Regions from separate parts of the Mus musculus genome. Here region 1 is linked to region 2. Evidence: chromatin contacts called from public HiChIP or PLAC-seq data. All regions are on one chromosome and are shown on one strand. The core of a region is the stretch at or near the end of the contact, and the rest is flanking DNA. Distances in the headings are between cores, read along the strand shown. Region 1 holds the start of Sqle (squalene epoxidase). Region 2 has its middle 57 kb from the start of Mtss1.

Region 1 (6,963 bases), core at 3,218-5,717, 170 kb after region 2:
CTAAGCAAGCTGGGGGGGGGGGAGCAAGCCAGTAAAAAGCACTCCCCCACAGTCTTTCTGTTCCTGCCTCGAGTTCCTGCCCTGACTTCCTTTAGTAATGGAAGATGAAGTCAACTCTTTCCTCAAGTGGTCCTGACATTTATCATAGCAGCAGAAACCAAAGGGACACACACACACACACAGAGACTTTCTAATAATGCATGAGGAGGCTTTCCATTGTTACTCATTCTCATTTCAGTTCAGAACTTCCTTGTCAGGAAAGATAAGATAGACTACGGTTAGATTTATTATTATTTTTTTAAAATTCTTGCAGGAGATGAAACTAAGGATAATTTAGGGACCGTTCAAAGGAGAACACCCAAGGCTGATAAACTTCAAGAGAAAGCTCCAAAATGGTCTAAAAGACGTGGGCCAAGGAATCCTAAGCATGACGATACAGAAGAGTGCGTCTGATATGGTCTCATGGAGATGAGATCTGTTGTCATGATTCTTACGAGAATGATGGAGAGACAGAGAAATGGAAAGACTCTATAGTGGAGGAGTGGGGACCTCACCATGGAGGATGGAGTTCCAAAGACCATGTCAACACCTCTGCCCAGTGGAATTCATCTTTTGGAGAGAAGCCCTACGAGTGTTGTAAATGCTGGAAACATTTCAGCAATGATTCTCACCTCCATATGCACCAGAAGACACACTCAGGAAAAACCATATAAATGTTCTGAGTGTGGGAAATCCTTTTCTAACAGTTCCCACCTGACTCAGCACTGAAACACTCAGGGGAGAAGCCCGTCCCGTGTGTCGAGTGTGGGAAAAGCTTCAGCAATACTTCCCACTTTACTGTCCACGAGAGAACTCACACAGGAGAGAGGCCTTGTAACTGTCCTGATTGGAAAGGGTTTTGGCCTTAGCTCTCACCTTCTTAGACACCAGAGAACACACACTGGAGAAAAGCCTTACTAGGTGGAAAATATTCAGTCAGAGCTCCACCCTGGTGACTCATCAGAGGACATACTCGGGAGAGAAACCTTGTAAGTGTCTCTCTCTCCACTGTGGTGAGCCCTCCAGTCAAAGGTCCAATCTGATCGGGTAGCAGAGAATCCATGGAGGAGAGAAAGCTTACAAAGGTCCAGACTGTGAGAGACGCCTCAGCGGAAATGCTTACCCTAGTTAGCACTGCAAAATACACATCCAGGTCTCCCCAGCCTCTGAAAGTGGGGCATATTCTTCATGAATGGACCCCCCCCCCCAATATTCATGGGAAATGGTCCCGATCCTTTCATTTTTGGCCTCAAAATTATTCTCAAGTCCCAGAGCCTGCTGGGGTTTATTCTTTTCCTTTTTCTCCTTATTAGACTGTTAAAATGAAGGTGCTCTATGCTCGTTGCTCTCTGAAGTGTCTTTGTTGTGTTTGCCAAAAGATCTAGAAAAAGTCAACGTCCCAAATTAATGCATGGGAAGACCCAGATCATCTTGGTATGAAATCATGAGGGAGGGACACCACTAATGTTGAATAAAAGGTAGACATTATTACCATTAACAACAACGACAACAAGTTAAGTGGCTGGAGAGTTGATTCAGAGATTAAGAGCACTGGCTGCTCTCCCAGAGGTCCTGAGTTCAATTCCCAGTAACCACATGGTAACTCATAACCATCTAAATGAGATATGGTGTCCTCTTCTGGCATACAGGAATATATGCAGGTAGAACACTCTATATACACATATACACAAGAAACAAACAAACAAATCTTTTTTTTTCCTTTGTTTTTATTTATTTATTATATGTAAGTACACTGTGGCTGTCCTCAGACACTCCAGAAGAGGGAGTCAGATCTCGTTATGGATGGTTGTGAGCCACCATGTGGTTGGTGGGATTTGAACTCCTGACCTTCGGAAGAACAGTCAGGTGCTCTTACCCACTGAGCCATCTCACCAGCCCCAAACAAATCTTAAAAAAAAAAAAATCAAAGCCAGGAAGTAGTGGTGGTGTCTGCCTTTAATCCCAAGGCAGAGATAGGCAGATCTCTGAATGCCAGGTCTACTTAGAGAAAGACTGTCCCAAAAAAACCAATTATATATACATATACATATACACACATATGTATATATATATATATACACACACACAAACACACACTCATATATATAAACTCAAGGTGAGATAAGAATATAAGAATAGCTTCAAAGGAAAATATAGAGTACTCATGACTAAACAAAAAGACATGAAATTGGGAATTATGGTTGCAATTGAATTACCATATTTTGTTTTAGCAAATGAAGATAGATCCTTACTGGTTTTGTGGGTTTACCCAAGGAAAGCATACTTTTAAGCAAATACTGTGATTTCTTGAATGTTTTCTGTGTCTAAAAAGGAAGATTCATTTTAAACACTTCACTCACTAAAATTGTTCGTAGCATGTAGAACCGCTGTGCCTGTACTACAGGCTCAAATCATACATGTCAAATACTGACTCAGACAAGATGAATCTTCAGACCCATTCCCTTTGTTGCACCAGCTACTTGTTGGGTTCTGAAGAGCAGCATTTGAATAGTGGCTATTTTGTCATTCAAGTTCTTTCTAGAGCACCATTCCTGACAGGCTCATAGATACTTCCCAATACTGTGACTGTAGCCTGATGTTTTGTTTGCCCAAAAGAATTAAAATAGTGTGGAAGTGGGATAGAGCTTTAAAGCATTGAGTCATGCGATTGATAATCAATGACTGTTATGTTCTAATCTATGTCCGATTAAGTGGATTATCTAGTAATGGTTGCATTGTCTTGGCCAAAATCAGAATAACAAGAAGGATCCTGAGTTCTGTTTTTCAATGTGGACAGTCTTTTCCCTGAGTTAATTCCGTGTTTTACCTTCGGACACAATTCCTTAGCTTCAGGAGTGACAGTTTTAGTTTGCCTCTTTGTATGCCTGACATGTGGAACTGACCACCAAGATCTCATCCTATGTTCTGTGCAAATGCTGCTTTTTGAGAGTATTAGATACATCTCATTTTCTCCTACTAGTGCCCAAAGGTGGGAGACATTTGGCAAGGTTAAGACTCATTTAAGTTGCCTAGAATTTCAGCTTATTGTTGGTTGGACTTAGGAACATGGAGAGACCCTCATTAGGAATGTGGTGTTAGGGCCAGAGAGATGACTCAGCTGTTAAGAGCAATGGCTTCTATGAGAGGTCCACAGTTCAAGTCCTAGTGCTCGAATGGCTGCTTACAACTGTTACTGTAGTCCCATGGGATCCAGTGCCTTCTTCTAAAGTGCAGCCATACATGTAGACAAAATACATAAGTAAACAAATCGAAAGGAAGGAAGAAATGTGGAGCTAGATAGAGTTGGCTGTGCCTGCTGCAAAGGGTTGGTAGGATACAGTTCTGTGAGACTTACTTCTTTCATTATTAAAGGATAAACGGGTTAAACAACTGTACCTGTTTGAATGACTTAAAAAAAAATCGCAGAAACTAATAAAGATATCTGAGAAGTGTTTAGGGTGAGACCTAAACCATAGATAACTAAGAACTCAACGAAAGCTTGATAATTAAATGGTACTGTCGAGTCTGAAATTCGGTTACATGACAGTAGCTGTGGATAGTATAAAATGATGTTGTTAGTCTCATGAACGACGGCAGATAAACTGCTCGGTTACTTCTGTAACAGAAAGGTAATGCCATTCTTGCAAGACTGCTGTAAGGGTTGAATGAATGTTTGCAACGCTCTGGCATAGTGCTTAAAACATAAAATGATCTTATTAAACAGTTTTGGGATTGCTGTTGATTAGGACATTTTTTTTTTTTTTCCTTTCTCATTCTTTCTTTAACCCGAGAAGGATTTCACTGTGTATCTCTGACTGGTCTGGAACACGCTATGCAGATCAAGCTGGCCTCAAACTCACAGAGATCCTCTTGCATCCCGAGTTCTGGGATTAAAGGCGTGATCCATCTCCACCTACTGACTTCTCTCATTTTCTTTAGTCCTCGTCCACTAATTATGGCAGGTTCGCCGGCGTGTCACGTCCTCCTCGCCTTTCTAGCCCGTGATCATCCAGTCCGCCCGGATGACTCCTGTAGCTCTCTTGCGTTTGAGCCACCAGGAGCCACCAAGAGTTCCTCCAGAGCGAGCTCCACCCTCCGCAGGTGGGGCCTGAGGACCCCGCGGCGGCCAGGCCGAGCGGGCACCGCCCCATTCACCCACCGGCCCCGCGCCCACCCCACGCACCCGCCCCGCACCACGCAACATCGCCCTAGCGCCTCTGCGACTGGCGCCGCGCGGAGTGCGCCGCCCGCCATTGGACAAACGCTCTATAGCGCCATCTCAGCCTACCGCGCGGTGCGCGCTCTCATTGGTTCGGACGGCGTGGGAGGCGGGGTCCGCTCAAGGGGCGGTGCCGGGCCGGAGCCCCGCCTCCCGGTCCCTGGGCTGGGCCGAGCCCGCCGGGCGGCTGAAGCGCGTGGGGCCGGGTTGCGAGCGGGGCGCGCAGCGGTTACTCTGGTTACTGTCCGCGAGGGATGCTGGGGACCCGGCGGGCAGGAGCCTTCGCCTCGCTCTGAAGGACGCTCATCCGAGACAGCCATTCACTCTCGAGGAAGGCAAGTGTCGGTCGGACAGGTTCCCGGCCGTGACTTCGGGGCTTGCTTGAGGAGGAATCTCCAAGGGAGGGCTGAGCTGCCAGGCTGCCGCCGCGCTTCGGGACGCCGTGGCCATCTTTTGTTGGAGAAGGCTGCCGGGGCAGTGTTGCTAAGGGCAGCTTTCCCAGCACCCAGATCCTTCTACGCTCCCGACTCCTTCCTACCGAGCACCTGCTGCTGGTGACAAAAGACCGTTTACAGCCAGGCGAGCGGACATCGAAGTATACAGCCACATTCGCACCCCTCAGCCCAATAGAGAGGCCCGTGTCCATCAGTTGGCTGAATGAAGAAGTGTGTAATCAGGAGCCGTTGGGGTAGGCAGGCTTTAAATGCTGCCTTTTAAGATCTGGACAACTTAAGATACATTTGCACTCTCAATGATTTCAAAAATTGATCACATCTGACTCGTGATCCTGAAACTATTTATTGGAAGAAGTTCGACCGGTTGCCCCGAACCCCTTTGAGAACTACATTTTGGGGACATTTTAATCACTGAAGACCTTCCGAGGAAAAAAGACCCCCCCAAGAGACCCCCAAAACACAAAATCCTCAGCCTTGGCTGGTGCCACCAAAGAAGCCTTTTGAGCCATGTGGACTTTTCTTGGCATTGCTACCTTCACCTATTTTTATAAGAAATGCGGGGATGTCACCCTGGCCAACAAGGAGCTCCTGCTGTGCGTGCTGGTGTTCCTGTCGCTGGGCCTGGTGCTCTCCTACCGCTGTCGCCATCGACACGGGGGCCTCCTTGGCCGCCATCAGAGCGGCGCCCAGTTCGCTGCCTTCTCGGATATTCTCTCTGCTTTGCCTCTTATTGGCTTCTTCTGGGCCAAGTCACCTGAATCAGAAAAGAAAGAACAGCTGGAGTCCAAGAAGGTATGCCTGATGCCACAGTGGGCAAATGAATGGGATCGTATTTTAAACTTCAGATCGAGGTCACTGAAGTTTATGGTTTCTTTAAAAGTCACGAAAGTGGTGGCTTAGAAGCGTCAGTGTTCTCATTTGATTGCGTTTCTTAAAGTTCTGGACTGTGTTGTGGCTGTGCTCTTAGGGAAGATGAAAAGCATTTGTTGTGTGAACCTCAGGGATTGGGTGTTGATTTTGGTAGGAAATGTTAGAATTTCATTTGGGAGACAGACTCACTGTGGCTTTTAATTTAAAATCCCTGGGTAAGGATGATTTTTGTTCCTGACAAGGGAGAATTTGTGTGGCAGGTAAGGCTACTTATAAATGTGATGGCAGACAGTGGAAAGTGACAGCAATTTGAAAAGCAATAAAGATGCCTAACACTTTAAAGTTTTGGGCAGAAATCCGTCCCCCACTATCTATTGAAGCAATTAGTCAGCGCAGTCCGCTCCTAAGTTGAGTCAGAGCTGAATGACAGGCTTACGTTAGAGACTGGATCTTTAAATATTTGTGGTGCCATTAATTACTTCGAGGGAATGATGGGGCCAGTGGTAGGTGATGAGAGAGGAACAGGGCGGCAAGTCAGATCACGTAGGACCTACTAGCCAGGGATATGTGAACTTTTCCCTTAAGAGCGTTGGAAAGATAGAGTAACAATGCTTGATTTCTACAAAAGTAAGAATAAATAATGTTTGGGAACTACATTGCAGTACACAGCCGTGCAAGAAGGGACATTGCTGTGATGCTGAAGCTGGGTGTCCAGTGTGCATGAGAGAGAGTGGCCAGGATGAGTTACCCACCTAGCAGTATAGACTTTGGGGTCTGCTTTCTTTAATAAAGTCCATAGTACAAATTAGCAAAGGTGGTAGAAGAAAAGAACTTGGTTCAGAGTTTTAGTTTAGTTCTGCCACTTGTTGCTGTAATACTTTGGGGATGGTTTGATTTCTGTCAAAATCAGGTTCCTGTTAGCTTAGATGAGGGTGGTACCACCGTCGCTGGTACTCAGGGAATGAAGTAAGTTCATGTTTGCAGAATGGCCGGTGCTCAACCATCTAATAAGTAACTAAGCTGTTGACACTAGTCTAAAGATGGCATTCTCTGTTGGGGGTAGGGAGGATGCTCGACTGGTTTCATTTTGGGACTGCTTCAGGCTTTCTCCTTACCTGGAAACCAGAGAGCCAGCTGCTGGCATGAGTTCTGCTCAGTGCTCACCGCTGTGTACGTGGACAGTCACAAGTTGTGGGAGGCCTGCACCTGTAGCTGCTCAGTGTAGAGTTGAGTAGTTCAGTTATAGGATTGGTCCTGGTTCTGTATTCGAATCTCACTGTAGATATGCACAGGGTTAGGCCTCATGTGGATTTCCAAATATGTCCATATAACATTTTCTAACTACTGTGTCCAGAAAAAGGAATATGTATATTTTATTGG
Region 2 (6,704 bases), core at 4,053-6,552:
TGCATAGAAAGCTCACGTTATTGCTTGGGGGTTGTTTTTTCCTTGAACCAGACATTATGTCTAATTCTGAAATATTAACTCATCACTTATGAAACATTTTTAGTTATGAGGAAAATGACCTGTGGAGCACCAACTGAGAAATACCAATCTCTGCTGGTCTTTACCCTCCCCTCTCCTCCACTCCTAGAGAAATATTTTTTACATTTCATCTTGCAGAAGAGCAGGGATCTTGCCTCCATTTCCATCTATCTCATAGGCAGTGACAGATGTCATCCCTTTATCCAGAACAGTGTTCGTGTCTTTGCCACAATAATTTCAGATGGCCATCTCCTGTCCTAAGTAGAGCATTCTAGGCTAGAAACCATCATACAACTCTACCACACTGTAGAGGAAATTTAATCCAGCAAAATGACTGCTCTGGCAAGAGATCACATCCAAAGACCTTCTGGGTCTGTATGATCCAGCTGGAATACAGACATGCCTTTAATCCCAAGAGACAGTGGCAAGCAGATCTCTGAGTTCAAGGACAGCCTGTCTTAGAACAAGTTTCAAGTAAAGATAAATTTAAGTCCAGGTGTGGCAGCCTGCACCTTTAATCCCAGCACTCAGGAGGCAAAGGCATGCAAATCTCTGAGTTCTAATCAGTTCTGTTGAGTCAGTAAGTTAAGAGGCAGCTCTGTGGAGTAGAGTTTGTGGAGTTCAGAGGCAGTTTTCACAGGGTCAGTTTATAGAGACAGGTTGCTAAGAGAACAAGCCCAAGAACGAGGAGCCAGAAGATTAGAACAGACTGCCAGAGTCAGTTTGAGGCCAAACAGAGCAATTCAGTAAGAAGCTGAGAGAAGTCAGATTGAATCAGTCAGCTTGGAGAGGAGTCTGGGCCAGAACAGCTGAGTTGAACCAGCCAGCCAGAGTTCAGAAAGAACTAGAAAGGTGAGCTTATTGAGCAGTAAACCTCCTAGACATCAATTACATCAGGAGAATAGCAGTTACTTTTGCACCACACACATCATACTCATCATGGAACCGTCTCCTAAGTGCTTTTGTGAACACCTTACTCAGTGCCAGGACAAGGCAGGACAGGCTTAGATAGAGAGGAAGCACTTCACTGGGTCATGATTCTCTTTGGGGGTTATCCGGACCCTGTACCCAAGTCCTGCCTGTATTCCTAGTGCTCAGGATGGTAGGAGGTATCTACTGTACACTCAGCATTTTTATATGGGATGAGAAAAGGAAGACAATGTAAGCAACTGAGAGGAGAGGAGAGGAAGAGAGAATGCCCTGGAATTGCCAAGAGGCACCTAGGGAAAGAGGGGGTGATACCCTTAATCTAAATGCAGGATATAAGGCAGTTGAAAGCAAAGCCTTAAAAATGAATATGAGCTTTCAAAAGGGAAAATAAAAGTCCTTTTCTCTCCCCTTCCACCACTTCCTCTGACCCAACAAGTGCCTACTACGTGTCTCATGCCACCAGTCCTTGTGTAGAGAAGTAATCAGGGAGACAGGCTCCTCTGTGCTATTATGGAATAGTTGAGATAAAGGGTCAAGACTGAAGATACAAAATGAAATCAGGTATACAAATAAATGCCATTCTAGATGATGAAGAGGAGAGTGCGGTGGTAGTGCCTGGGGGGCAGAGAGCCAGCTGGGAGAGTGCTCACTTGTGCTGTGTGGAAGTCACTGAGGGTCTAGGATAGAGCCTGGAGCCTTACACCAGGCTAAGGCAGCGGTGTGTCACTGAGCTACATGCATGACACTAAGTTCTGTCTTAAATTACTGTGTCCCAATATCCTTTTACCAACAACCAACAGTGGCCTTAGTCAGCCTCAGTTATACCTCTGATAGGAGTGTGTGTGTGTGTGTGTGTGTGTGTGTGTATGCACATGCATGTGGAGGCCAGAGGCTAACCTCAAGTGTCATTCCTCAAGGGCTGTCTATCTCTCCCCAGCCCCTGACAAAGAGTCTTACTATCTGAAACTGTCCAATTAGGGTGGTTTTACTTGCCGAGGATTAGACTCAAGCCGTCACGCTTGTGCAGTGCACCCTTACAGACTGAGCTAACTGCTAGCTCACCCCCTGCCTCTCCCCTTCTCCCGCCCTTCCTGGTTCAGAGTGAACTTCGTCATGAAAGGCTGTTTTAGCAGAGAGGCAACAGGGATGAAGCACCGCAACCCTCTCCTCTGTGGCTCACACAGAAGCAAGGGTCAGGGCTATGAGATCAGACCCCATTGGGAGCCAAGGCAGCGCTACGCAGTGCAAGTTTCATAAGAAGCAATATGAGTTCCACACCAGATAAAGTTTCTACAATAAGAGAAGGGTGTTGCTGTTGTTGTTGTTGCTGTTGTTGTTTTGTTCCTGAGTTGGGAACCGAACCCAGGGCCTTGTGTATGATAAGCAAGTGCTCTACCATCCAGCTGCATCCCCAACCCTTAAGAAAGGCTTTACGTGAGAAAAAATTGAGGGTGTTACAGAATTCACACTCCTTGAAACAGCTCCTGCAAGGCACAGGGAGGGTGACCTCCTCAGCCATCCCTCCCGGATCTGAGACGGTTTCCTCCAAAGCTGCTGCTGCCCAGACTTCTCTTCAGACCACTCTGAGGTGGAGTGTCACTCAGGTCCACTGTGAAGCTTCTGAGGTCAGGCAAAGGTGCCAGCAGTTGCTCTGGGCAAAAGAGAGGGGCTTAGTCATGTGGTTCGTCAGAACTGACCACAGTAGCTAAGGCGACAAGAGTATCGGCAGCCCCTGGGCAAGCTCTTCTTTCTTATAGGTCAGTTTGGTTGCCAGGGCAAAGGGAGATGGACATTTGGGAGGAAAGGGAGATGGGAGAGGATGCCGGCCTGCTTGTCAGGTATCAGCTGAAAGTCAGTGTTTGGGCTAGGGGTCTGTCATATCGTCTCCTTTTGGCAGTTTGTTAGGGCCTTGTAATCTCTGTGAGGCATCTCTCTGGGTCTTTACACTGGCCCTGCTGTTCCTACCCAACATATGAACCCTGTCCAGGCCTCCTTGCCCTTTGAGGATGAAGGACAGCTCCCGCTGACCCCCACCCCCACCCCAGGAAGTTCCTGGGCCACCCTCTGTTTGGGAGCCACTTCCTCTGGCATTTGAAAAGTTGGGCAATGAATTTCTTTTTCTTCTGGAGCCAAGGAATTTTGGCTCCTTGGGGGATTTGTGACAGCCCACCCTCCTTGGGTTGTTTTTCTACTCTTGAAGACTAAGGCGAAAAATAACTCTTGTGTATTGTGAAGGCATGTGAGTTTGATTATTTTGAAAAAGAAGACACAGATAACAGAGAAGAAAAATGAGACGCCTACATAGCTCAGAACTCAGCTCCCGAATGCCATTAGCCAGCACAGGCAACCAGTCCCCGTGGAGAAATGGCTGATAAGTCAGGAATGTCTGGTTGTGCCAAAGCAACATGACAAGTAGAAGGGGAAGGGCTTAGGGAGCCTTTCAAAAAGGATCAGAAGCCAGCTGGAGTAGACCCCGTGGCCAAACCTAGGACAACTCTGAGCATAGAGATAAATTTTGATGATAATGAGTTAGGGCCTGTGGTGTGAAAATAAGATTCCAGAGTCTGTTTCAGAAATAGACCAAGATGTGTGGAGAGTTTGTCTTATAACTAATAAACACAGAAGGAATGAAGAAATGATTCCATTAGAAATTAGACTACATGGTAAATAGACATGCTATTACATAGTACACAATTGGATGCAAGCGAGATTCATCATTGAATCCTAGTAGGAGGAGAAAGGTCTAGTAAGGGACAGGAAACTAACAGAGCCTTACATTACTCTTTCTGCTCCCCACGTAGACACAGCACGAGGGATTACTAGTGACAAAAGTTAAGAGCAGTGCTGTTGAGGGGGGAAACACAGTGTGTCTCTGGATGGGATGCCCTGAGAAGCATATCCTGTTACCTAGGTGATGCCAGTTCCAAATGTATGAACTGAAGCCAACCTTGGGAAAAGCATCATCGCACCTGTGCGGGAGGTGGCTTGTGAAATGACGGGTCTTGCCCTTGGAAGTCAGTCACATCCAGAAAGGCTGATGGGTCCTTGCAGATGAAGAACCATTAGCAAATGTGAGAAGCTTAACCTTGGTACAATACGTTCATGTAAGCCACGGTCCCTACTTGGAGGCAACTGGCCAGTTCTTTTTGGGTTTTCGAGACAGGGTTTCTCTTTGTAGCCCTGGCTGTCCTGAAACTCACTCTAGACCAGGCTGGCCTCAAACTCACAGCAATCTACCTGCCTCTGCCTCCCAAGTGCTGGGATTAAAGGCGTGTGCCACCACTGCCTGGCTAACTGGTCAGTTCTTAAGGAATCTATGCTGGACTCTCGTGCCTTTAATCTCAGCACTTATACTTGGAAACCCTGCCTCAAAAAAACAAAAAACAAACCCAAAATAATCAACCAACAAACAAAACAAACAAACAAAAACAAAAAACAAAAATAAAAGAAAGAAAGGGAGGGAAGGAGGGAGGGAGGTAGAAAGGAAGAAAGAAATCCATATTGGGTTCTTTAGATGGTTCAGGAGAGAAAGGAGCTTGCTGCTAAGTGTGTTAACATGAGTTAGATCCCTGGGTCACACACAGTAGGAGAGAACCAACTCTACTCTTACTTAAATCCATTTTTTCCATTTTTTATTAGGTATTTAGCTCATTTACATTTCCAATGCTATACCAAAAGTCCCCCATACCCACCCACCCCCACTTAAATCCATTTTTACTATATAATTTATTTTTTACTTTACTGCTCTGTCCTCTGACCCCCCACACACATATAAATATAATTTTTTAAAAAAGAAATGCTTTTTGTTTTGAGACTGGGTCTCACTATGTAGCCCTAACTCTAGTGGAACTCAGAGATCCACTTGCCTGGCCTATTATTCTCGCTCTTTAATACCCGTTCTCATACATCTTCCCCAGATTTCTCCTTGTATTATTATTTTATTAATTTATTGTTAGTATTGTTATCTTTGAGACAAGATCTCACTTTGTAAGCTCTGGTATTATGAATACCTGGCTAGACTCACTTGAAATCTTTCTACCTCCATTACCACTGAGGTTATAGACATGTACCATGAAAAAAAAAAGAAAGAAAAGAAATGCTTATGAAACATTAGAGGCTAAAAGGACTTGCTTCCTATCACTTCATCTCAAATATTCATAAAAATAACTATGTGATTGTTAGTGTTAATTGCCATCTTGTCAGAATTTAGAACTGCCTGGCAGGTGAGCCTCTGGGCTTCCTGACGCTGTGACCCGATTCCCTTTCTGGGAATCCTGGATTGCCCAACACAGAGAAAATGAGCTGAGCACTAACAAACCTGCCTCCTTCTCTTCCTGATGGGAGATGTCCTGTGGAACCAGCTGCTTCAAGCTCCTGTGGCTGATGGACTGTACCCTTGATCTGTGAGTCGAAATGAGCCCTTCCTCCTTTAAGTTGGTTTTGACAGAGGATTTTATCACAGCAACAGGAAAAGGGGCTAAAGCATGCAAGCACAAACAGACAAAGAGGAAGAGCAGGGCTGTGTACGTGCAGCATCAGTGATGAATACAGCTGTTGAAACTGGGAGCTGAGGGCCAGTGTGATGGCTCAGGGGATGAAGGTGCTTGCTGCTAAGCTGGAAGACCCTAGTTCAATCTCTGGAACCCATGTGTGTGTGAGGAGAAAATCAGCTCCCAAATTTGACCTCTGACCTCCATATCATGCAGTGACGTGCGCACTCGCTCCCCACAAGTAAATAAATAAATAAATAAATAAATAAATAAATGTAATAGAATCGGGAGATCTGGGAGATCATAGAGCTGTTTGCATTGATTTTTGAAACGTAGAAATTGTGATAGTTAGAAATGATTTCAAAATGATCTGGTTTAAGGAGCAGAGCAGTAACAGTGGAACATGCCTGTTTGTTCATGTGAACTCAGCTGTGGAGACAGAGCACCTGCAATTCCATTCACCTTGCTCTTCCTCATTTGCACCACGGTGCGTTCCAATCTGGAATTGTTTCTGAAAGGAAAATTGAATCGGGATGAAATGGAGTTTCATTATTAAAGCAAAGTCTTGCAAATGGCCATTCTTGCACACACACACACACACACACACACACACACACAGAGAGATGCACGCTTACAATTACTTGTAATTATTAACAGTACCGTTTATTGTTCAACTACATGAAATCACTTTCCCTTGTTTAATCAATAGCTGCCAAACACTGTTGGCTCCCCACTCCTTCACTATCAATAAGGCTTCTGAGAACACGCTTTCAGAAGAATCCCTAAGTACAACCAGGAATTTGTTCCTGGATAAATTCCTAGAAGAAAGGTCAGATGGCAAGAACATTTTTGGCCCTTTTGATGGGTCAACAGTTTTCAAATGCCCCATCCCCTGAGTTTACACCAACCCAGCGATTTACTGATCTTGTATTTCTTTCCTTCTGTCTCTAACCACAGAGTACTTCTGTCATTAGATCTTTGTCACATATAACAGGACAGCCGGGTTCTCTCCTAAGGCTCTAATTCGCGCTTCTTGATTGTTGGTGAGAGTGAACTAACCATTTGTGCTTTCTTTTTTCCTGGTGATGGCTGATGATGTATTCCCTCAAATCTGAGGGTGTATTGGTTATAAAATACATTACAAGCTGTGTGGCTCATGTCTTTAATCCCGGCACTTGGGAGGCAGAGGCAGTTGGATCTCTCTGA

What was found. HiChIP or PLAC-seq counts read pairs in DNA pulled down with a chosen protein or histone mark.
Region 1: a contact with region 2 is called in an H3K4me3 HiChIP or PLAC-seq map of neural progenitor cells, with 29 read pairs. The contact joins the promoter of Sqle here to the enhancer-like site in region 2. A contact is called at or near these places in 5 of 39 promoter capture datasets (the C10 cell line, the HPC-7 cell line, liver and 1 more), 1 of 484 Hi-C or Micro-C datasets (the G1E-ER4 cell line) and 8 of 115 datasets of contacts at active chromatin or transcription factors (the SCID.adh cell line, bone marrow-derived macrophages, embryonic midbrain and 3 more).

What each region holds. Positions count from the first base shown.
Region 1 is chr15:59,310,625-59,317,587 of GRCm38.p6, forward strand. Sqle (squalene epoxidase) reads left to right here and starts at 4,468. Exons shown (of 11, transcript NM_009270.3): 1 at 4,468-5,505. The coding sequence starts at 5,221. It also overlaps the pseudogene Zfp572.
Region 2 is chr15:59,135,564-59,142,267 of GRCm38.p6, forward strand. No RefSeq gene overlaps it. Among named protein-coding and RNA genes, the nearest start is that of Mtss1, 57 kb to the left of the region's middle. Within about 2 kb of position 5,303, at least 7 of the 459 cell types and tissues checked have an H3K27ac peak or open chromatin away from gene starts, as enhancers often do. A contact at or near this core is called in liver, neural progenitor cells and neural stem cells, where this site is marked.